4 separate regions of the Zea mays genome follow, and all the other regions are linked to region 1. The links are chromatin contacts, called in public Hi-C maps. All regions are on one chromosome and are shown on one strand. The core of a region is the stretch at or near the end of the contact, and the rest is flanking DNA. Distances in the headings are between cores, read along the strand shown. Region 1 holds the start of LOC103629646 (protein G1-like1). Region 2 has its middle 91 kb from the start of LOC100278674. Region 3 holds the start of LOC100278674. Region 4 holds the start of LOC100216940 (peptidyl-prolyl cis-trans isomerase CYP59).

Evidence for each region. A called contact is a pair of places that touch in the nucleus more often than the background predicts.
Region 2: a contact with region 1 is called in a Hi-C map of ear, with 2.5 times the contacts expected there. The contact joins the enhancer-like site here to the promoter of LOC103629646 in region 1. A contact is called at or near these places in 2 of 25 Hi-C or Micro-C datasets (ear and tassel).
Region 3: a Hi-C map of tassel shows a contact between it and region 1, with 2.8 times the contacts expected there. The contact joins the promoter of LOC100278674 here to the promoter of LOC103629646 in region 1. A contact is called at or near these places in 2 of 25 Hi-C or Micro-C datasets (ear and tassel).
Region 4: a Hi-C map of bundle sheath shows a contact between it and region 1, with 2.6 times the contacts expected there. The contact joins the promoter of LOC100216940 here to the promoter of LOC103629646 in region 1. A contact is called at or near these places in 6 of 25 Hi-C or Micro-C datasets (bundle sheath, ear, leaf and 1 more).

Annotation. Positions count from the first base shown.
Region 1 is chr6:101,918,105-101,920,845 of Zm-B73-REFERENCE-NAM-5.0, reverse strand. It overlaps LOC103629646 (protein G1-like1), which reads right to left and starts at 1,402. Exons shown (of 2, transcript XM_020539328.2): 1 at 1,054-1,402; 2 at 1-479. The coding sequence starts at 450.
Region 2 is chr6:101,776,079-101,779,131 of Zm-B73-REFERENCE-NAM-5.0, reverse strand. No RefSeq gene overlaps it. Among protein-coding and RNA genes, the nearest start is that of LOC100278674, 91 kb to the right of the region's middle. Within about 2 kb of position 1,446, at least 11 of the 20 cell types and tissues checked have an H3K27ac peak or open chromatin away from gene starts, as enhancers often do. A contact at or near this core is called in ear and tassel, where this site is marked.
Region 3 is chr6:101,684,739-101,687,767 of Zm-B73-REFERENCE-NAM-5.0, reverse strand. LOC100278674 reads right to left here and starts at 1,345. Exons shown (of 1, transcript NM_001175072.1): 1 at 516-1,345. The coding sequence starts at 1,230. The coding sequence ends at 766. It overlaps LOC103629645, which reads right to left and starts at 2,541. Exons shown (of 3, transcript XM_035960031.1): 1 at 2,348-2,541. The coding sequence starts at 2,368.
Region 4 is chr6:102,099,656-102,102,730 of Zm-B73-REFERENCE-NAM-5.0, reverse strand. LOC100216940 (peptidyl-prolyl cis-trans isomerase CYP59) reads right to left here and starts at 1,298. Exons shown (of 14, transcript XM_008649233.2): 1 at 856-1,298; 2 at 138-242. The coding sequence starts at 953.

The DNA.
Region 1 (2,741 bases), core at 153-2,652:
CCGCTTCCGGCGCTTCTTCTCGTAGGCAATGCCGCGCGCCTTGGCCTGGCTGTCGCGGACCTCGCGGAGGTAGAGGCGCACGGCGCGCGCGCCGAAGGGGTTGGCCTCGGGCCGGCCCCCGTGCTCCTCGAAGGCGGCGCGCAGGCGGCCGACGAGCGCGTCGAGGCTGCCCCAAGCCTGGCGCAGCGGGCACGGGCACGGCGCGGGCGGCGACGGGTGGCCGAAGAAGGGGCACCCCGCCGCGTGGACCTTGGTCTTGCCGAACTGGTCGAGGTAGCGCAGGAACTCGAGCACGTGCGCGCCGCTGCACCGCGCCAGCTCCAGCGGCGGCCGGTGGTTGCGCAGGTACTGCCCGAACGTGTGCCAGTCCCGCCGCTTCTGCGACTCGTAGCGGCTCGGCCGCGTCGCCTCCGGGCTGTCGGCCGCGCCTCCTCCGACGTGCATCTGCATGTCCTTCGCTTGCCACTCCCGCCCCAGATCTGCATGCAAGAACCCCCTCGGTTAGTGCGACGGCGACGCCGGGAACCAAAACACCGAATCAAATGACTGAGCTTTTCGCCGCCATCACCCAGGACCAGGAGCGAGCTGGATTATATGCTTGTAGCTTGTGGTATACTAGGAGTACCTATAATCCTGAGCTTGTGCAGAAGGGAGAGAAGCTTTCGAGAGGGCGGAAAGTGGGAAGCAGAGAAGAAATTGTAAACAACTAGTTCGGGATTTCGTGGTCCTGGATTCTGCTGCTACTTAATCGAGAAAAGAGGAGTAAAGAACTAGGGTTTGCAACAGGGGAGATGGAATCAGAATCAGAATCAGGCCTGGTCCAGGGCAAGTACGGCGCCTCTGAGGCCAGCACATCCCAAGAATTGCCTGATCTGAGGCCAGCAGCAGCTCCAGCTACTGCGGCAGCCTAGCTAGAAAACTCGCGCGCGCAGCGCACAGGGTGGAGAAGGGCTAGTTGGGTAGCCGAGCCCGAGACACGCCAATTTTAACGAGTTGCGAGAAGAGATCAAGAGAGCAAGTGAACAACGGAAATCGCACACCAGTCGAGCTCACCTGAGCGCCCGACGGCCTCGACGCCCCCCCCTCTCTGGGCTCAGGTCGACTAGGCGGCGGCGCCGAGGCGGGAGACGGGAGCAGATGCGGTTTCCCTTTCTGGGCGAGAGGCTGCAGGAGGCGAGACCGCGAAAGAGACGACGGGGAGTGGTTACAGATGGAGGAGGACGGGACGCGGGTGGCGATAGATAGGGTGTAGCTGGAGGCTAAACTGTGGAGGCGAGGACGGAGCTGCAGCGTCGATCCGGGACACGAGAGGTGGGGGAGAAAGAGCTAGGGAGGGAAGGGAGGCGGACGCGGCCGACCGGGCGGTGACCCCAATCATTTATGGCCACGGCGGGTGCAACAGTGCTCGCTCCGGAGGTAGGCGTAGCATGTTTATACTATCCCTTGTCGTTTCTACGTTAAAGTAGGGCTGCACAAAACACTCGTAGCTCGTGAGCTCGTTGGACTCATGGTCAGCTTAGCTTGACTCGACTTGGCTCCTTTCAATTTTGTCACGAGCTGAGCTAACATATCAGCTCGGTTCGTTAACGAGCCAACTCGACACGAGCTCGAGCCAGCTCGTTAGCTCGAATGGGCTAGCATTTATCTGAAAAACAAAGCCTATATATGTATTAAATGAATTAATAAGTGATAAATTATATTAATTTAGGGTTTAAATGATGTGATGTATAAAATTATGAGTATTATTAGTCTTTTCTGGTGTTAAATTAATATAAAACTAGGTACGTGCCCGTGCGATACCACGGAACACAAAATTGTGAGCCTTCAACGGGCTTAGGGCCCTGGCGACGGGCACAATGAGAGCACAAGTTTTCAACTAACGATCATTGGAGTCAGTGTCCACAACAGTGAAGATTTGTTCGCCTGTCAAGTGCTGTAGCAACAGGCCAAGAACAGCAATGAAGTGGGGGTCACTTGATGACAGTGCCTCCATAACTTCCCTATCAAACTAATTGTTGTTCACCTCACGAGTATGCTCCTCTTGTCTGATAAACGAACATTAGAAGAAACAATAAGCATTAATTAGAAAGAATACCCATAAGTTATTATGAATTTGCTACACAAGTAAACATAAGGCTGACAAGTTGGACTGGAACAAGCGATGATCACTTGACCATAATGTGCTTAATGGTTTGCTACTGACAAATAAAACAGTAAAAATATAGCTAGGAAGATAGATTGAAATGGTTCTGTCAAACAAAAACAACAGGCAAACAATATTGACCCTGTCCCACTCCCACCAATATAAAAAGGGAACCTTTTAGGGAATAAGAAACCATTGGAAATCCACAATTTTGCTATGATAATCATTTTTTGGTTGTGCAAACCACTCGTTTAGTAGCATTGGTGTCGATCCTGCATCCAACAGTTGAACAACAACACAATAGTAACGAGTAGAAAAGGTAATAAATAAATTCTCCTCCATATGGAACATTGGAAACAGTATGGATCTGATTGGCCAAAGCACTGGTAGCATGAACAACCTCTCGCTCTTGAAGTCACGCATGACCTCAGCTTCTGGTTGGTCAAAACCGCAGCGGACGGTTGCTGCGACTGGCCGACTGCGTCGGCGGAGGAGCACCAACTTGAGGAGGCGGTGCGACTGTAGACGTTGAACCTAGCATAAGCATGTGTTGTGGCCAATATGATCCGACCAATGCGATACATGTCAATGTGCCATA
Region 2 (3,053 bases), core at 197-2,696, 140 kb after region 1:
TAGGCTGGTTGACTGGAATAGCGAAACAACTCGTCATAACTGAATCTGGCTCGATATTCGCAAGAACAGCGAAGTCGACGAGAGTTCCGTGACTCACGCAAATTATCAAGCACCTAGTGAGCATCACACTAGCACATTAATTTATTCCATCCATCGACTCAATCAATTAAAGAAATAGCGAACTAGAGAACGGTTACCGATTTAATTAAAATTCCAAGCAAACATTGTTGATTCTTGCTCAGGTCTTCTGTCGAGCACTTGGTAAATATCACGCGACTAGCTTCGTCTTCATCCGATGCTTGGGATTTCTTGACGACACGACCTTCGATTGAAGTCTGGAGCGAGCTGGTGAGGTGGGGGTCAAGCAGGGGATGACGGGTTCGACGACTCGATGGTAAACGTGAACATGCCAACCCGATGGATGAGGAGCGAGGACACACGGGGTGAGCAGCATGGATGGGTCGGGCTCGGTCCAGAGGAGGACGACAACTTCACCGGCGAAGTCCGACAAACGCCATGACGGGTTGGAGACCGGATCTAACAGCGGCGTTGTACTATGACGGACTAGAGATGGCATAGGGAGTCATGGGCACGGTAGAGCAGGAAGGGACGCCACAGCAGCGCGACACAACGATCCCCCACAGTCGAGCATGAGCCTATATCGAATTACCAAGCAGAGCACCAGGGCAGCCGCAAGGTGGGTCGACAGAGCGGCTTTCATGGCCGAACAGGGAGCTAGCAGGGCCGACGGATCGACGCGACGGGATGAAAGCCGTGCACTGCTCGTTGGGAATTAAACGCGAGCTGGAACCTGGGCACGCGCGCACACAGGAGCAGCGACGGTCGAGTGCCAGGAAGGGGACGAGGTGAGGGCGAGTAACATATCACAGAATTCAACGATGGGACCATAGACCACGGCCGGATGGAGTTCGGCGCAGGCGCCCAACGAACTGGTGCAGTCTGGCGTTTTCGCAGTGGAGGAACAGAGGATGCCGAGTTGGAGCAGGGAAGCCCGCGGCATGGGAGGAGTGACCAGCGCTAGAGAGGGCGAGCAGGGAGGTGGGCGGTCGAGCTCGAGGAAGCCTCCGAGCTGTGGCCGACGCCATGGGTGAGCAAAGACGCCGAGTGGCGCAGAGAAGCAAGGACGCGTCGAGTCGCAGAGAGGAGGGAGAGAAGAGCAGGGTCAGTGCCAGTGGAACTCAAGGTGAGCTCGCCGATGCCGATGTCCATGGCCAGGACGCGAGCACCAATCAAGGAGTAGGGGCGCAGACTGGAAAAGCCCTGGACGCAGGGACGCGCGGGATCTGGGCGAGCGCAGGGAGCTCGACAGGAAGATGGCAAAAAAAAATTCTAGCGGTGGCTGAAGGATAGAGACGAGAGAGAGCAGTGGCGGCTGAAGAAGAAATCAGAATGATAGAGAGACGCGCGTGAGGGAAGCAGGCGCTGCAGCGGCTTCAACAGCAAAAAAAAAAAAAAAATCCCACGGTGTGGATAGGAGCAAGGAGACTCGGTGGGAGGATGAGAATGTCTGACGCGGCGGCTGAAACAAAAATTCTGCGGGGAGAGAGATTCGTGAGGGATATTTCCCATTTTTTTTAAATTTCTTTCTTTTTCTTACCGAAAATCACTGATATTTTTGAAGCAAGATTCGAACCCGATAAATCTTTAACGGGTCGGATTTGAACGTCATTGTGATAGTCCTGACCATATTAAATTAATCTGAAATCAAATAAAGATCCGCTTGCTACCCGAGCAGTTGGATCAGAGTGTAATATAATTAGATCATACCAAAAAACATCGACTTTGGATATTGAGAGGGGGTTGATTTAGTTGAAACCAAACGAAAATGCATCTGCCCTCCGAACACCATCGATTTCTTTGCTGAGTTCAGCGCACTCGGTCGGGTTTGTTTCGGACCAAAAACCGTTGTCGTTAAGTTCTAATTATTTTATTCGGGATAAAATCGGAGGACTGGACTGAATTTCTAAATTCGTATTCGCGCGAGCGATGAATTTTAAATAATCACCAGACGCATCGATTTTCGGAACAACTATGCTCCGAACATCACGAAAATTTAGGAATAGCCCGGATAGATAAAAATGATGTCGAACTCGCGACAGACGAAACAGTTGCGATATTAAAATCGCGATAGGTGAAGATGATTAAAATTTAACATCCGTTTTATCCACTAATATTACGTGCTTAACTCCATACTCGTTGTCGAGCGGAATATAAACACCAGGGGTGTTACACATATCTAGTAAAAGTAAATATTGGTTTAATTTTAAGCAACCTTTGCACTCACCTTATGCAAACTAGTACAATTATGCACTTATATATTTGCGTTGGTTTGTGTTGGCATCAATCACCAAAAAGGGGAGATTGAAAGGGAAATAGGGTTTAACCTTTTACTATAAATAATTTTGGTGGTTGAATGCCCAACACAAATAATTGGACTAACTAGTTTGCTCTAGATCATATATTCTACAGGTACTAAAGGTTCAACACAAACCAATATAAAGATCAAGTTAGGGTTCAAAAAGAAAGGAGCAAAAGAAACCGAAGAGAACCCTGGTCTGGCGCACCGGACTGTCCGGTGTGCCACCGGATAGTGCCTGGTACACCAGGGTCGTACACTCTGAACTTGCCACCTTCGGGTTTCAGAATAGCCACTCCGCTATAATTCACTGGACTGTCCGATGTGCCACCGGACTATCCAGTGCGCCAGCGGAGCAACGGCTAGGCAGCGCAACGGTCGACTCCAACGGTCGTCTGCAGAAGCTACAGTGCGCGGACAGTTCGCGCAGAAGTCAGAGCAGCCGCTAGAGGCACACCGGACAGTAAACAGTACCTGTCCGGTGCGGCACCGGGCTGTCTGGTGCCACATGAAGACAAAGCTCCAACGGTCGAAACCGTCAGAACCCTAATGATTGGTTGACGTGGCTAGCGCACCGGACACTGTCTGGTGGCGCCCATCGACAGCAGCCTGCCCCAATGGTTGAATTGGTGGTTGAGGGCTATAAATACCCCCCCAACCACCTCCACTACAACCA
Region 3 (3,029 bases), core at 96-2,595, 230 kb after region 1:
ACACCCTCCCTCCGGGCTCCGGCCGTCCCTGCCGGCGTCATCTCAGACGCCGCCGGCCGGCCCGCTGTGCCCGGTCACACACACGCTAGCTAGCTCCCCTAAGGCCTCAACAAAATAAGGGCTTGGTGGTCTGGAAGACATGAAATCACCCACCACCGGCTACCGAAAGCTTTCGACTTTCCACCTTTAATTTCAGTCGCCTGAAAGCACGAAGAATAGAGAGGTGAGGAGGTAAGGAACTCACACAGTAGCAGCCTAGCAGGTAGCCAATTGCAGATCGAGGAAGGACCTAGCGAGATGGGCAACGGCGGCAGAGCCGCATGCAGCTTCCACTCTCCGCTAGCTTCCACTCTCCTCCCCCAGCCAGCCCTCCGCTACCTTTTACCTCCGTTATGAAACAGGTCTACCTTATATTATCTTAGTAATTCAGATCTCTGTCAGCTCAGGACAAATTCAGATCTGATCAAAAATTAATGGAGGAAATGAGTTCATCATGCATGCATGGAAGGTCATATGAAAGGAAACATTATATTCAAAGGGGATATTGGAATTACAATCGACCCTAAGGAGAACTTTAATTATTTAGTTACCACTACATCTATCACACTTATCTCGTAATATACACAGAATCAAAGCACACATTCTCAAAATTAAACCACATGGTGAGCCCAGCATCAGCCCACGCCGGCACACTAGTAGAACTATTAGCACACTCAAACAGAAGGACCGTCGAGGGTTCGCTTCGCTACTAGCTAGCTGCAGGATCTAGCCAGCGGGCGAGCGGAACAATCCTCTGAGCTTTTCCTCCACGCGAGCCGCAGCGCGCCCGAGGCGGTCGGAGCCGCTGAGCGTGAGGAAGGCGAGCGCCGCGCCGACCGTGAACAGCCCGAATCCGAGCAGGACATGCTCCGGGTTGTCCGCGAGGTTGGCCACGGTCCCGTGGAGCACCACGGAGCCTCCGCAGGCGAAGAAGAAGGCCGAAGCCTGGACGCGCCGGTCCCTGGGCTGGAGCAGCTCCTGCAGGATGACGGCGACGCTTCTTTCCTCTAGGACCTGGGCTCCGGCTCCGGCTCCGGCGGCGGCGGCGGGTTCTTCCTCGTCGCGGATCGCAAGAGTCGGCACCGGCGTCGGCGTCGGCGACTCCGTGTCCGTGGCCATCGATCGATCTACCTCGGCGGCGGCGGGTTCGTCGTCGCGGATCGCAAGCGTGGTCTCCGTGTCCGGGGCCATCGATGGATCGATGTAGCTCGGCGGCGGGGTTGGGTTGTCTCGAGTCCTCTCCTCGATCGCCTCTGGTGGAGCGGTGGGATCTTTGGCTGCGGGGTCTAGGGTTTGGGCTCCTCCCGCACACAATCATTCACTGGCTGGTGTTCTCGGGTCGGGTGCCCTTTTGTATAGCCGGAGGCCCGGAGTCTGTCTGAGACGTTCGGTTTGGGTCTGGACGCCTGGCAGGGGATATGCTCCGGCCGCGCGTCGTGATTCGTGAAGCGGCTGCGGCTCGCGGCTCGCGGCACTGGCAGTAGACAGTAGGCAGTAGGCTTGGAGTCTTGGCTGGCACGGCATGTTCGCGGGCTTGGGCTTCCCTACAGTTGGCGCAATTTTTTTCATGGGCCTGAGATTATATGACGCGGGTCTCCACCTTCTTTTGTTTGAGTTTCGAAATGTTCACGGGCCGGGCTTTTCTAGGTGGGCGGCGGGTGCGCTGTTCCTTTCAGCTTCGAAAGCCTCTCCCTCCCATCTCTGTAGCCTCGTCACTTCCGCACCTATTTTTTCTCAAAAAAAAAAAAGAAAAAAAAAAGGAAGACGCAGCAGCGCTTCCGCACCTACCGTTGACGAACAAGCAGATCTGCATCTTGTGCCAGCATAGCATGCCAAGGCGAGATCTCTACGCTTCCCCTTCTTCATCCTCCCTCTTTGGTTTCCCTGATGAATGAACTACTATCTGTCTATCTATATGGATCCTACGGGACATCCATCCATCAGTCTACATATTTTCATCTATAGCCCGATGCCAAGCAGAATAAGCAGCACCGCGTGCACCACAGGGGCAGATATATAGACGGCATAGAATAGCGCTGGCATGTCATGCACCCAAGACGTACACACCAATTTGCATAGCTTTGGCAAACTGATGAAGGCCGGCGAAATAGAAGGTAGGTAGTAGCAAAGCGTGTAAAATAGCTAGTGGTGAAGTTTCCTAAGTTCCAGGTGATGAAAAAAAATCTCCCAGAAAAGAAAACCAATGCAAGAGAGGTATGGAAGAGAAAAAGACGACGCTGCAATCACACCTACGGTCTGAAAAGCAACGACGAGCAAAAAAAAACAAGAAGAAGAACGAGGCACGTACATGTGGCTGCCTGCCGAGCATGAGCAAGATTGATGACGGCGGAGGCCGCCGGCGGCTGCACGGCGGCAAGCATGGTAGCGCGACCCGGCCGCGCGCCGTGTTTAGTCTACTCTAGTCTCACCTGATGTGAGGGGAACGGATGCAGCTGCTAGCTACATAGTAAGTGGACGAATTGAAGCATGTTGGGTCGTCGTGGGCCAATTGGCCATAATGGACCATTGGAGCCAGTCGCGGTCAGTCGACAGCGAACGTGGCTGCCGCAGCTAGGAAACAAAAACAATTTATCATGCACCAATCATCTTGCAGATCTTGCGCTGCCGGGGAATACGACGAGAGGGTGCCAGGGTGGCCAAAATGGAGGGGGCCGGGCGGATCTGGTCGGCATGAATAGCAAAGATCTCTACGTTACCACGGATCACCAGATCCGCTCTCTTCCCTCCCGTCAGCAGTAGAGGCGCAAAAAGTTGTAGATGACCCGTATCCCTTCCCAGAAGCACACGAGGCACATGACGTAGGGTTGGGCCTATGACCTCTTTCTCTTCTCTGTAATATGAAGGGGTGTACAGATCCTTATATAGAGATTTGAGACCTCTCAGGGGCAAAGCCGGTATTTGCCCACATAATCCTAACTAGGGTTACTTAACACTACCCCTTGGGCGAATACCGCGATCAACACATGCCT
Region 4 (3,075 bases), core at 49-2,548, 180 kb before region 1:
TTGTACTATCAAAAACTATATTTGTACTGTATCCATTGAAGACACTAGTTATATCTAGATGCAGGATACCACATTATATGGTTCAGAGATGAAAATTTGGAGACATTTCAGAAGTTCAAACCAAAAGGATCACTTACTTGTATACGGAATCACCACCGGTGCCAGTTCCAGTTGGATCGCCAGTTTGTGCCAAGAAATCCTTCTCCACCTTGTGGAACAGACACCCATTGTAGTACTTCATTCTGATCGGTCAAAGAAGAAAACCAGAGAATAAGTACCCTAATTATCTGAAACGATAATCTGAAACTCGTGAGATAGTATTTTCCATAATTTAGTGATAACAAAAGAGCAGGCAGTCATAATCTCCAATGGTGAAAATTCAAGACTGTGCAAGAAATTGAGTGCAGGAGCCACAGTAGAAGCTAAATCCAGTTCCCATAATGTCATAAAAATCAACAACGAGAAACCTAAGAAACAGAATAGAATCCTTTGATGGCGCCTAAGACTGTGGCTCTATCAACGCTATAAAGGTCCAGTACCCGCAACGCAATTGTTTCGAAATTTCTGGTAGCATACCTACGAGCCTAGAAATCAGTAATCAGCTAAATACATTTGGGACTAGGAATCCCACGAAACTGATGTGGAAACTACGGATAGATGCAGGATCACCAACTTGTACCTATTGCAACTGCAACCCAAAAAATACAATCAAACCAATAGTGACACTACTATGCCGAATTGGCCAACTGAAGAGCTTGACACAGGGCAGTACATAAATCATCCGCAGTGCTGGTTGTCAGAAATTATAGACGAACCCCAGAGAGATCGAACAAGCCCTAGACGCGAGAAACTCACTTGCAGAGCTTGAGGAAGTTCTTGGTGGTGAGCGCGCACCGGTCGGTGTGGAGATCCACCTCGATGTCGCCCACGCTGGTGACGATGAGCACCGACATCTCCTATACTTGCCCGCCTCTGCCCTCAGCTATCGAACGGCGGCGAAACAACGCTTGGGGGAGGAGGAGGCTAGCGCGGGCGCCGGATGCTTCTGCGGTTTCGTCAAAGACTCAAACCAGGCCCAGGCAGCAGCCGTACAAGGTGGCGCGTTGGATGTCCTGCCCTAGCCTGGGTGCAGGCGTAAACAACCAAGCGGACGGGAGAGGGAGCGGGGAGGGCGGCGGCCGGCGAACGTGTGGAAACCGGCGAAGAGGAGGACGACGGGCCACTAGAGCCGCGGTCAGATGGGCTCCCGTGCTCTTGGACCGATTGGAAGGCCCAAACCAAAAAGCCTTGTCCATCATGGTCGGTGAACGTGTGGAGTATCCATTTACGTAGAGAAAATTTGGTACAGTTATTGCATTAGACAGAAGTACTGCCAAGTGCCAAGGTAATAAAAAATTAAAAAATGTGAGCTGCTCATAGCATGCTGCTGAAACTATGAAATTTGCTAATAGCAGAAATAAATTTCTTTCAGTGCTAAGATGACACACTGCCAGAGATGGCAATAGGTAGCCGAAAACTGACTACCTGACAGGATTTTACCCGATATAAGGCAGATACGTGACGATTTTTTTTACCCGTAGGTATGTTAATAGGAAATAACCTCTACCCGTTGGGTAGACGGATACAGGTACATGTTGGTACTTTTTTTATGAAGGGGCGAAGCCCTCTATTTCATTAAGAAATAGGAAAGATTGAAACAACCGCCACCCCGCGGTAAAACATCCCAAAAGATCGAACACGGCCAATACTCTATCTAGACTCTAACCACTATCACGAGATCAGTGAAGAGCCTACGATAACAGGAGAAGTTTTGGCCTACGATGAACTACATAAGACTTTCTTATTTACAGCCCAACAAGACAGGCAGAAGCCACAAAAGGAACTGAACAGTCTAGCCAACGGGTACATGTTGGTACTATCCATGGATAAAATATACCCTCATCAATACCACTATAACCATCTAATAGAACCTATCTTAGCTAAAATAATACACTTAGCTATCATTTGTTTAGCTACCGAGTTATGTAATCATATGATTTGTTATATATGAAGTTGAACTTTTTTTATATGTGTATTTATTGGTATATTTGAATTTAACACTTTCCTAACGGGTACGGGTTACTCGACACGTAAAATTATCCGTACGAGTATATATATGGGTAAGATTTTATACCCACGAGTATATATGGGTAACTCAATAGATAAATTTTTTTTCCATCCCAACGCACTCCACAATGAACCATGACACATGCACACATGTAGCGCTGGCGCACATGCACGCGCGTCACAGTTGCCTCGCCAAGATGGCCCGCCACACGCATGCGCGCCGCCACCTGCCACCGCTGACTATTCTTCACTTCGTGTCCCCTTCCTGACTCCTGAGCTCTTGTCGCTCTTTCTTATCTCGCCATCTTGCGGACCTTGCGCGACACCTGCTCGGATGTACGGACGATCGAGTTTTTACGGAGCTTCGTCGTGACCGCTCAGTGCCCACCGATCAGAAGATCACCTTCTTCCTCTTATCCTTGTCGAGCACACGAGGAACAATACTGCGAATATATGCATACACCGACTATGATATACTACTTTGAACAACTCACGATACCGACTTGTGCGAATGAAGCCACCAACACCTTAAGTTTGGGTTCCTCCCGCATGATATAAATTTATTGTTGAATTTGTGAAATGCAGTATGTGATATAAATTTATTGTTGAATTTGTGAAATGCAGTATGTGTTTTTTTACTAAATCGGTATATTTCATGTGTGTATACGTGTCGTCGCAGCCATGACGTTGTAATTTTTTTAAAAAAACTAAGATTAACAAGAAAAAAATGTCTAAATAAGCATGAACGCTATTTAAGCTTGTAAACTTACTTGTAATATATTATATATATTAGTGGGACCGAAACGTCGGTGGGTCTTAATCCTTGTTTTTTCTTCTTCTTCGTAGAAACAGAGAACTCGTGAAGCGGTCGTACGTGTTGTTTCATGGCTGGCACTTGGCAGCACAAGTGGATTAGACGACGGCGATCGGTGGATTAGACGACCCCACGACCTGCCTCCATGATCCGTG